Linked DNA regions of Hordeum vulgare: all the other regions are linked to region 1. Evidence: chromatin contacts called from public Hi-C data. All regions are on one chromosome and are shown on one strand. The core of a region is the stretch at or near the end of the contact, and the rest is flanking DNA. Distances in the headings are between cores, read along the strand shown. Region 1 holds the start of LOC123442899 (zinc finger CCCH domain-containing protein 2). Region 2 has its middle 82 kb from the start of LOC123442898. Region 3 has its middle 64 kb from the start of LOC123442898.

Region 1 (3,584 bases), core at 443-2,942:
GGTTATTGTTGTCGCGCCGGCCGAAGCTCCACATCCCGCGGATCAACGGGTGGGCGGCGAACTTTAGCCATCGACGTAGGGAAATAGAGGCGATGAATGGGGAATTGCGGCGACAAAAACATAGGGTTTCGACGAGTATCGACCTTGCGCATCCGTATATATACCGTACGAGAGGGGTGAAGGGGGTGACGTGTGTGTTTGTGGGCAACTCTAATTTGATTACGGACCGGCCCGAATATACGGAGTCTAGTTTGGTCAAAAAAGGACCAATCCGTATACTACCGAAATTCTACGAGCCGCAACCTTTTATGGGGTTTGCTAGAGTTCCTCTTTGTAAGCTTATGTGTGCGCGTGTCGTTAGATATTTGTTATATTTGTTGCTGTTCCGTCTAGAAAATCTCCAACGTTTCCAACTGTCAATAATAATACGCCCAGTTTAAGTTAGCAGCTAAGTTTAGGTTTCTAACATAAAATTATTTAGAACTACATGGATGTGGACATCCTGGAAACTTTCCCCCTACCCTCACACAAATATCTAGTTCTGTCCTCTTAAGATATTTGTGATTATCTTTTGATCAATATTTCTCACTCATGAATAATATTTGCTATTTACACCCAGGAGAATGCTCATGGATCTATGTCCGTTTTCAACAACCGTTATTATTAAAGCATCTTCAATAGCATGTGTATATTTTAATATTTTAATATTTATATAAATCATAATCTATTATTTTTCTCAACTTTAAATTTAATTTTGCATTAAAACATATATATATATATATATATATACGGAGACCATGATGGATGAAAGGTAGAAATTGTGACTACAATTGAGTTTGGATGATGTCTTCACATTGTCAATGTCGATTTGAAAAATGTACATGTTTGAATGATTGCATAGACAAGCTACTGAACGCCTGTTGTGGTCTCACATCTTGAAAAACGAATATAGACATCCATATAAATAACCTATCGGAGACGCTCTTACGGAATTTACGGACGTTAACAGTCAAAATAATTCTTTGCCACACTAGTACTCCTTCAGAGAGAAATAATCCAGCGGAGCATAGTTAATAGTTGCTCCTACGCTAAGTGGAAAGGCAGGACGATTCTAAAATCGGACGCAGCCAAACCGGTGACAGGCACATGCGAGTGCAGCGGTACACATACACGCTCGGGAGTTGGGAAAGAAAAGAAAAAAAAAAGGAAAAAAGGGCAAGCACCCATCTGCATGCACGCATCTGTCCAAGCCGCGCCACCACTCCCTACCCCAGGTTTCCAGAAACTACACGAACCCAATATCTTCCCCCGGACCGGACCCCAAACCCCAAACCCCCAACCTATACACGTAGCCCGCTCCCCTCAAAAAAAAAAAAAAAAAGATCGTAGGGCTCCCTCCCTCCCCACTCCACGACGTGTCCCTGACCCGTCCCCCGCTCGAGACACCTCGCCCTCCCGCATGCCTCCCCGCCCGCCGCGTGTATCGCTCCGTACCGCCCCTTTATCCCCGCCTCGCCTCGTTCCCTCTCGCTGACCGTGGGCCATGGGACTCCGGTGGGGGCGACGTGTCAGCGGGGTCAGCGGGGTGGCTGCCTGGCTACCGCCGTGCGGGGAGGCAACGGCGTCAGTTAGCTTGTACGACCGCGCCGTCTGTGGTTGTGGGCGAGGGTGTTTATAAGCGCGCGCCGCTTGGTGTTCTTCTCCACAATCCGTCCGAGACCCACCCACCTTCAGTCCACTAGCAGATCTCTTCCTTCCCGTAGAGCAGACGGTAGAGCAGAGGCAGCGCCCAGCTCTCAGCCTAGACATGATGATGATGAGCGAGGGAGTGAGCGTGCCGCCGTGGGGCAACCTCCCGGTGAGCGGCGTCGACGCCGGCGGTGGCGACGAGACGCCGTTCCTGTTCGCCGCGCTGCGCCAGTACCTGCCGTGCAACGACATGGCGGGCGCGGGCGGCGATGACGAGGACGAGGCGGCGGCCATGGCGGCCGCGGTGGACGCGTACGCGTGCGACGAGTTCCGCATGTACGACTTCAAGGTGCGCCGGTGCGCGCGCGGCCGGAGCCACGACTGGACCGAGTGCCCCTTCGCGCACCCGGGGGAGAAGGCGCGCCGCCGCGACCCGCGCAAGTACCACTACTCCGGCACCGCCTGCCCCGACTTCCGCAAGGGCGGATGCAAGCGCGGCGACGCCTGCGAGTACGCGCACGGCGTCTTCGAGTGCTGGCTCCACCCGGCGCGCTACCGCACGCAGCCCTGCAAGGACGGCACCGCCTGCCGCCGCCGCGTCTGCTTCTTCGCCCACACCCCCGACCAGCTCCGCGCCATGCCGTCCCAGCACTCCAGCCCCAGGAGCACGCCGCTGTCCCCGCTCGCCGAGTCCTACGACGGCTCCCCGCTCCGGCGCCAGGCGTTCGAGAGCTACCTCAGCAAGAGCATCATGTCCTCCTCGCCCACCAGCACCCTGCTCTCCTCCCCGCCCAAGTCGCCCCCGTCCGAGTCGCCGCCATTGTCTCCCGACGGGGCCGCCGCCTCCTTCCGCCGCGGTTCATGGCCCGGCGTTGGGTCGCCCGTGAACGACGTCCTCGCCTCGCTCCGCCAGCTGCGCCTCGCCAAGGCGCAGGCGTCGCCGTCCGGTGGGTGGCCCGCCTACCCCACCTCCCCTGCCGCCTACGGCTCGCCCAAGGCCGGCGGCCTCTACAGCCTCCCCACCACCCCCATGGGCACTCAGACCAGCGCCTCCAGCTTCATGGCCAACCTGGAGCCACTCAACCTCCGCTTCCTCGACGACGAGGAGCCGGTTCAGAGGGTGGAGTCCGGGAGGGCGCTCCGGGAGAAGGTGTTCGAGCGGCTGAGCCGAGACGGCGCCGCGCCCCGCAGCTGCGACGTCGGTGCCGGAGCAGGAGGAGGCCCCGACGTCGGGTGGGTCTCAGACCTCATCAACTGAGGCAGCCCGTTCCTTCTTCCAAGTTTACTTTGCGGAGTCGCTCAACAAGATGGCATGACGGAGGTGGCGGTAAGAAGAAGAAGGAAGAAAAATGGCACCCCAAAAAAATTATCCTCAAGTTTCTTTTGCTATTTCAAGTTGCTGCAAATTCCTGTACATAGCTGCTATCTATCTCCCATGTGAATATTCCTGGTTGGCGGAAGGGAGGCAAGATGAAGGAGGAGGATGGGTGGATTTGTTTTGGGGTTCTTGAGGAAGTAGGAATTTACCCAAAAGGAAAAATTACCAAAAAAAGGAGGGAAGAGGTGGATTGGAACTTGGATGGTGGTGGTCCTATCTGTTGTGTTGTGCATAGGTGGAAGGGTGGGTGGTGAAGCATGGAAGGGAAGCTGGCTGGTGGTGGTGACGATGAGAGGGTTGGAAGGTGGACTTGATTCCTGTGATTACTGGCGCTGTTGTTGTTTCTTTATCGTCCTCGTTAGTGCATCATCTGGACTAGCTGAAGACCGACCGATTTCACATTTTGTTAATTAATGTAATCCTTCGTAAGGATGGCGATCGACGATCCGATCCCCCACACCATATTTTGTACTACTGCCTTAGCCGCTTAGCGGCCTTTAATCCTTGGTTCATCCAA
Region 2 (3,545 bases), core at 466-2,965, 210 kb before region 1:
CAGAATGTTGAGCATGAGCACCCACCTCCTGGAACCTTTGAATAGTTTGTTCGGTTTCATCGTGAGATGCGTGATCGAAACACTCATACATAGGTGCAAGATGACTTGATTGAGTACATGTGGGATCAAATTTGCAATCAGTAGATTTATCGGTTTAATCTTTTTTCGTGTGCAAAAACTTTGTGTGGTTTTGTAAGACTATTTGATATTTTTAAATTTTAATTGAATTGTAATAAAATATTATTTTGAATATTAAACTATTAGTTACATTTGATTTGAATTATTTTTGCTATGCTTGATTATTATACTTGTTCTTCGACGGATGAGATGGAACAAAAGATGCGGCCGCGATGAACGTCCGGCCGACGTAAACCGGTAAACAAACCTTATTATTATGTTAAAACGGACAAAATCCGGATAAAACAGATGTCACTTCAGTATGCGTTGGAGTTGTCCTCAGAGCCAGCCATCAACAATAGTCATGCACGCACCGCTGGCCTGCGCTGGCACACACCACTGCTGGCGGCCGTACGTGTGATCCCTTAACAGGCCGGACGCTGCACCAAGTTTTTACCCCATTTGCACATGTCTCCAGCAGGGGAGCGGGTCGCGCACCGCCGTGACACGGCGACAGACAAGATAGAACCGCACCCGTCCACCTGTCCACCACAGGCCCCATAGGCCATACGGACGTGAATCCCTCCCTCCCGTCGGTCGATCCAAAGCATGTTCGCACCAACTGTTCTCTCGCCGGAGCACCGCGACGTACGTACGTACGTGTCCCCGACCGCCGCACGTTTCCTCCCCACCTTTTCACGTGCCACGGCGCCTTTCCCGACAAGCGCGCGCTCCGTGCATGCAGCCCCGGGGCGACGCCGCGCGCCGCTGCGCGAGCGGCACACGTACGCGGCGTCGTCTGGAACCCCTGCGACGTGTGCCGGCCCGCACATGCATGGGCGCGGGGGGCGCATGTGGAGTGATCCCCGGCCCGCGGCACGTACGTACGACCCGTCGCTTTACGCTCTCGCTAAACCTGCCGAGTCACCGCCATGGCGGCCATTACGTGGTGGCTAACCCCTCCTCGAATCTTGGGCCTCCACTGTACTACGCCTCAAGTAGTAAAACCGGCTCGTCCTCGCCGGCAATACTTTATCCGGCCGGAGAGAGCGACGTGCGCAGGGACTGGCCGATAGAATAGTCGGGACGGGTCGGGTCGTGTCTCGGCCACGAGCAAAAGCCATTTGCGGAGCTTGCGATTTGCAAGAAATTAAAAGCGGGCATCCATCGACATTCCATCTGCAGCTAGGTAGGTGACGACGCTTTCTTATCCGTCCATCCATATCTACCTATAGCTGCTTTGGCTAACGGGATTAAGCTATCACGTACAGTAACCTTTTCCTTCTTTTTTGGGGTCCAGAAAAGCAGGTACGGGTCGGTCTCGTGAGGTTGAGGCTTGAGCGCGCTGGCCGGCAGCTTTGCTTGGGTTACAATCCATAATGCGGTCCCTAATGATGCGCTTTATGGCGTATCGCCGGTACTGGTAAGAACTGATTAGGCTAATATAAGCACACACGCACGCACGCTTTTCTCGCCATGGATCTTATCCGGAACAGATGCTCCAGGGGCGCCACGTTGGCATCGGGTGCTCGTGCATAGCCATCGGTTTGGTAGGTGGGATTCGCTTGTCACATGCGAACATGCATAGCCTCAACGGCATCCCGTTGCCAACCGAGGCTGCCACGGACACACGGTGGATTTCTTCCAGGGCTGATCGATCAGATATTCAGATGGTGCTGCGTCACAGTGTCAAGCCACCAACTAATTTCCTTTTAACAATCACCATCCGGGGTCTTGGCATCTTGGCTAACCCGCAGCTCAGGAGCAGGTAGATTGTATTTGTTTTGCCTGGTCCAAATGTAAGTTGTTCAAGTACATGTGCACCCCAACGGAGTGAAGCAAAAACCGCTAGCCCTAGTTAGGCGACAAGCTTAGTCGTTGTGTGCTTTCCTTGCCTTGTTGACCTTAACTACGTACGCACCCTGTCCGTGGGAGTCTTAACGGAAAAGTCAGCCACCTACAAGAGTACATACACTACCGTCGAAGAACCTTAGCTATAGTGAATGATAGTGACCAGCCGGCACGGCACAAGTATTTCCAAATCACTGTCTGCGTCCATATCCTGTCACTTGTTGAGTGCCCCCATGGTATTCTACTACTCCGGCATAGTTGACGTTGTGTCTGCCTGTCTGGTTTCTCCGCAGCAACTAGACCGAAAAACACAGCTGGCCTAACCGTGTAGTGAACAACGACCGCCTTCTTATCCATCCCGGCTTAGCATAGCAGGGCTTGCCAATTTAATCGTCAGCATGTCGCTGTTACTTGATCCGCAAATTAAGTCTCGCGACTGGGCTAGCCCTAGCCATATACATCATCGCCTCTTCCATATAATTGGGTCCATGCATGCACGAAGGTCAGCAGCCATTGGGCACGGGCTTGGACTTCGCGTGCTTGGATTTGATCTTGACGTGCAGCATCGATGATTAACTATGCAGCGCTGTTTTAGTACGTGCTTCGGTTACTTTGTCATAGATATCTTCTTCTTTCCGCGCAAATCGGGGCGCTTGTTCTTCTCTTGTCTACTGTCTTCTTAGTGGAGAAAGCAGACATCATCGCAACTTGCCAAGATATGCCATAAAACAACTGGACCTGCGTGAAAAGACGAGGCTACTCCAGCAGAAATTACAGAATATATATCGCTCCACTTTGCATCAGCAGCCTATTGGCACCAGAAATGGAGCTTTATTAATTAGCTTTGCTTGCCGTAACAATGCGTGCATGAGATGAGATGGAGCATCGTATCATCCAAGAATCATAGGGGTCGACAACCTAGCAAGATAGCACACTTGGCGTCTTCTTTATGAGCTTGCAAGCATAGACCATATTAAGATATTTCGGTAGTTAGGGTTAGGCCACCATATCATATGAGGGAGGATAAGGCAGAATCTAGTCACTGTACTTGGTTTGAGATGCCTGCTAGCATGCCGTGCACACGTGCTGCCGCCTCAGGATCCCGGAGCGGAAGCAAACCAGCGGACAGGGGAATGCGTGGTTTCTATTCCCGGTAGACACTAAATAATGCAATGGCTGTTGATGCGTTGCTTTTGTTCGGAGCGTTCGTCGCTTAACATTACGAGTATACCGTACGCATGGCGCTGTCAAGTTGAGGAGGGCCATGTGAGGGGCAACGAAACCCTAGGCATTATAGAAAGCCGCTGCGGTTTGCTCATCTTTATCGGCTGCGGAGAAGAAAGGAACCGGTGGTCAAACCTTGGGCCCTAAGCACCTTGCAAAACTTCCAAATGACTTATCAACCCGCTTTCTTCTTCTTTCCAAGCCTGCTTTTGAAGAGAGTTTAGAGAGAAGTCTAGTAGCAAGGGGAGCTAGCTGCATGCCTGTTTAGAACACTGAAAGAAAACTTCGCAATCGGTGTGCTAATCCCTGAAAGGCATGACCGAGTCAAGAGCCGGTTAAACTTAATGACCAAG
Region 3 (3,736 bases), core at 317-2,816, 230 kb before region 1:
TCTGCGGAGCTCGGGCGGAGCCGTGCAGGAGTAGATCCTTCACCACCACCGGAGCGCCGTCACGCTGCCGGAGAACTCATCTACTTCTCCGTCTTGCTTGCTGGATCAAGAAGACCGAGATCATCGTCGAGCTGTACGTGTGCTGAACGCGGAGGTGTCGTCCGTTCGGCACTAGATCGAAGCGGATCGTGGGACGGATCGTGAGACGGTTCGTGGGACAGTTCGCGGGGCGGATCGAGCGACATGAGGACATTCCACTACATCAACGTGTTTCTTAACGCTTCCTGCTGTGCGATCTACAAGGGTACGTAGATCCAAATCTCCTCTCGTAGATGGACATCACCATGATAAGTCTTCGTGCGCGTAGGAAAAATTTTCTTTCCCATGCGATGTTCCCCAACAAGAAAGACTATAAGGGAGCCCCTTTGAAGAGAAGATTAGGATGCAACATTACAAAACAAAAAAGTTGACTTGCTATGTTGGTTAGGAAATATCTCACAAATGATGTATATCACTCATTGTGAGCATTATCTTCACAATCGTCCTAAAGTTGTGTTAGCGGCCCGATCCGTTTAAGCGGGAGCTTGCACGAGTATATGAGTTAGTTTTGTAAAACTTCTTGACCCTTTCGCCTAGTGTTGGGAAGGTCTTAGAAGGCTTTTTCTTCCAAGATATTCTTGGTTTTTCTTATCTTTTATCTTTCCTTCAATTTTTCTTCCTTTTTTCTTTTTTTCTTTTCATTTTTTGTACTTTACCATTTTTTAAACCAACATTTTCTATTTTTTAGATCCGTGAACAATTTTCATATATGTTAAATTGCTTCAAATTCATGAATATCTTTCTTATTCTATAAAATTTTCTGAATTCTTGAACACAACTAAAACTTGTTTGAATTTTCTGAACTCATGAATATGTTTCGAAACTACCAAAAAATTTAAAGTTCATAAACAATTTAAAAATCCACAAACAGTGTTAAAATTCTTGAACATGTTTTGAATTCCTGAATGTTTTCAAATAAATGAATATTTTTGGAATCAACAAACAATATTTCCAATTCACGAATAGTTTTCCAAATTCAGGGATATTTTTTAATTCATCAACAATTTCGAGAATTCATATAAAAATTCTAAATATTTTTTGAATTCTTGAACTATTTTTGGAATGCATGAACTTGTTTGGATATGTCGAAATGAATCATCATTTTTTTCAAATTCATAGTAACATTTTTCATTGTGGTGAACATTTTTTTACCCATTTCATACAGTAAAAACAGATGGAAAAAATCATGAAATGTTTTTGAAACAAAACGAAGCCCATAAAAAATTGAGTCTAAAAAAGGAAACCGATAATTGTTTTGTAAGAAAAAAAGAAACTCATAAATGATACTTCCTTTATAAATTAATATAAAAGTGTTTAGATAACTAAAATAGTGATCTAAACGCTCTTATTTACGGAGGGAGTACCTACGCTACGCTATAGTAACTAGCGATCCAACGTAATGAGCTGGCCCACCCGATGCTGGTACATGAGCGATTGCTCGGGACAAACATGGCCCAGCCCTTTATATTTAAGGCCCTAGAAAGAAAGATCAAATTAAGCAAGCTTGGGCCAGCATTGGGCCTGCCCACTCTAGTCTCGAGCTGCTTGTTTTCTCTTCCGGAATTGTTTCCTTTTTCCACGTTTTGAAATGAAAAACAGATTGATTTTCCGTCTGTTTTCATTTTTTTATAGACCCAGCTAAACCGCGGTCTTTCAATATGCTGCACCGGCGCGCCGGTCGAAACTTTTGGACGGCCGAGCGCGGGCCGCACGATCCACCAACCCCCACGCGTCCGCATCGTTGGATCTTCATGTAACATTTTTTTTTCTGATACAGCAAAATTCATCGCGATGCAGCAATTTTTTCAACGGTTGCAACAAAAAATAAATTTTGTAGCAAAAAAATATCTACGTGATCGTAGCAAAAAACGAAGCTGATGGTGCGTGGTAGCAAAAGTCAAAACGCCGGTTGTAACAAATATCTACGTGAACGTGTATGCAACTTTTTTAGTGAACGGTTGCAGCAAAAAATGATGCCGGTTGTAGTAAAAATTAACACGGTTGTAGCAAAAGTAAAAAACATCGATTGTAACGAAAAATTCGACGAACTGAAGTTGCAACCAAACGTATATGCAGCTTTTTACTGGAAAAATATAGCAAAGAAAAACCTTACAGCAAATATGATGCTGGTTGCAACAAATTTAGACGAAAAGTGTTGCATCCACTGAGCAACGAAGCGCGCGTGCGAAAAATGTTGCATGGCCCACGCGCGCGAGGGAGCGACCGACGCGCCGTAAGGAAACGTTTCCTTTCAATATTGGGTCCTATTTTATCACATCTAGATCTCACATCTAGATCTCACATCTAACAATGTCACATACAAGTATTCGCCACGTCACCTTATCATTATTCTTCTTTTTTAACTTATTGTTTGTTTGATTATATTTGTCAAAGAAAAAAAACAGAACAAATAAACTTTCCCGCACGTCCGTTGGGTGGGCTGGCCTATACGTCAAGCCACTACTATGATTTACTCGTATGGCACATCTGATCCCTAGCATTGAACAGTGCAGCCATGGATTTGTTCATTCTTGCATTGGTCACTATCTTCTTACCAGTACGTCTCTGATCGCTAGCTTTCAGTAGGTTACAAACGATATCTTTTCTTCTGCCTTTTGGTTTTTGCCCTTTTTCATCCTTACATTTTGTACATTAATTTTCAATAAAGATAAAGTTTGATCAAAACATGTACACGAATTTAAATAAGTATTTTCAAATTCGAAAAACGTTAATGAACACATTCTAATATACGGTGAACAATTTATTTTAAAATGTTCACAAATTTGAAAAAAAACTTCAAATTTGACACTGTTCACGGGCATTAAAAATGTTCATGGACTTCATTTTTCTTTTTAAAAAGTTCATGAATTTAAAATTCCCAAAAACAAATGGAGACAACTTTTAAAATGCAACTAGATTTTCTAAAATATGTTATGCAAAATTTAAAACATGGTGTTTCTAAAAATATGGGGTGCGGGTTGTGAGCCCATAATTGGCTTGGAACTGTGATAACAAAGACGAGCCGAGTTACGAGTCGAATACTGGACTTACGACCGGGACAACAACAACATATGATCTGAGTTGCGAGTCAAGCATGGACTTGCAATTAAGACAACTACGAAACAAATGAGCCAAGTTGCGAGTCGAGGATGGACTTGCGACGGGGACAAGAAAAAACTATGACCCTAGTTGCGAGTCGAGGTGTGGACTTGCAAGTGGAACAACAACAAACTATGGGCCCAGTTGTTATTCGAGCATGAACTTGCAATTAAAAAAAAGAAAACTATGAAACAAATTAGCACAGTTGTGAGTCAAGGATCGTTTTGCAACTAGGATGAAAGAAACCATGGTCTTAGTTGTGAGTCAAGGGTGAACTTACAACTGGGATGAAAAACAAAATACCTTCTAGTTGCGAGTTGAGGGTTGGCTTGCAACTATGAGAACTATGAGCCAAGATGTGATTCGAAGGTAGACTTGCAACTAGGACAACTAAGAAATTACAAGCCCAATTACGAGTCAAGGTCGACTTGCAACTGGGGCAACAACAAAACAATGGGCCCAATTTCGAGTCGAGGGTGAACTTGAACTGGGCTAAAAAACAAAACACATGCCCAGTTGCGACTCGAAGGTGGAATTG

The links. A called contact is a pair of places that touch in the nucleus more often than the background predicts.
Region 2: a contact with region 1 is called in a Hi-C map of leaf, with 6 times the contacts expected there. The contact joins the enhancer-like site here to the promoter of LOC123442899 in region 1. A contact is called at or near these places in 2 of 6 Hi-C or Micro-C datasets (both in leaf) and 1 of 1 datasets of contacts at active chromatin or transcription factors (embryo).
Region 3: a contact with region 1 is called in a Hi-C map of seedling, with 3 times the contacts expected there. The contact joins the enhancer-like site here to the promoter of LOC123442899 in region 1. A contact is called at or near these places in 1 of 6 Hi-C or Micro-C datasets (seedling) and 1 of 1 datasets of contacts at active chromatin or transcription factors (embryo).

What each region holds. Positions count from the first base shown.
Region 1 is chr3H:45,349,207-45,352,790 of MorexV3_pseudomolecules_assembly, forward strand. It overlaps LOC123442899 (zinc finger CCCH domain-containing protein 2), which reads left to right and starts at 1,693. Exons shown (of 1, transcript XM_045119079.1): 1 at 1,693-3,584. The coding sequence starts at 1,808. The coding sequence ends at 2,947.
Region 2 is chr3H:45,140,841-45,144,385 of MorexV3_pseudomolecules_assembly, forward strand. No RefSeq gene overlaps it. Among protein-coding and RNA genes, the nearest start is that of LOC123442898, 82 kb to the left of the region's middle. Within about 2 kb of position 1,716, at least 3 of the 3 cell types and tissues checked have open chromatin away from gene starts, as enhancers often do. A contact at or near this core is called in leaf, where this site is marked.
Region 3 is chr3H:45,122,510-45,126,245 of MorexV3_pseudomolecules_assembly, forward strand. No RefSeq gene overlaps it. Among protein-coding and RNA genes, the nearest start is that of LOC123442898, 64 kb to the left of the region's middle. Within about 2 kb of position 1,567, at least 3 of the 3 cell types and tissues checked have open chromatin away from gene starts, as enhancers often do. A contact at or near this core is called in seedling, where this site is marked.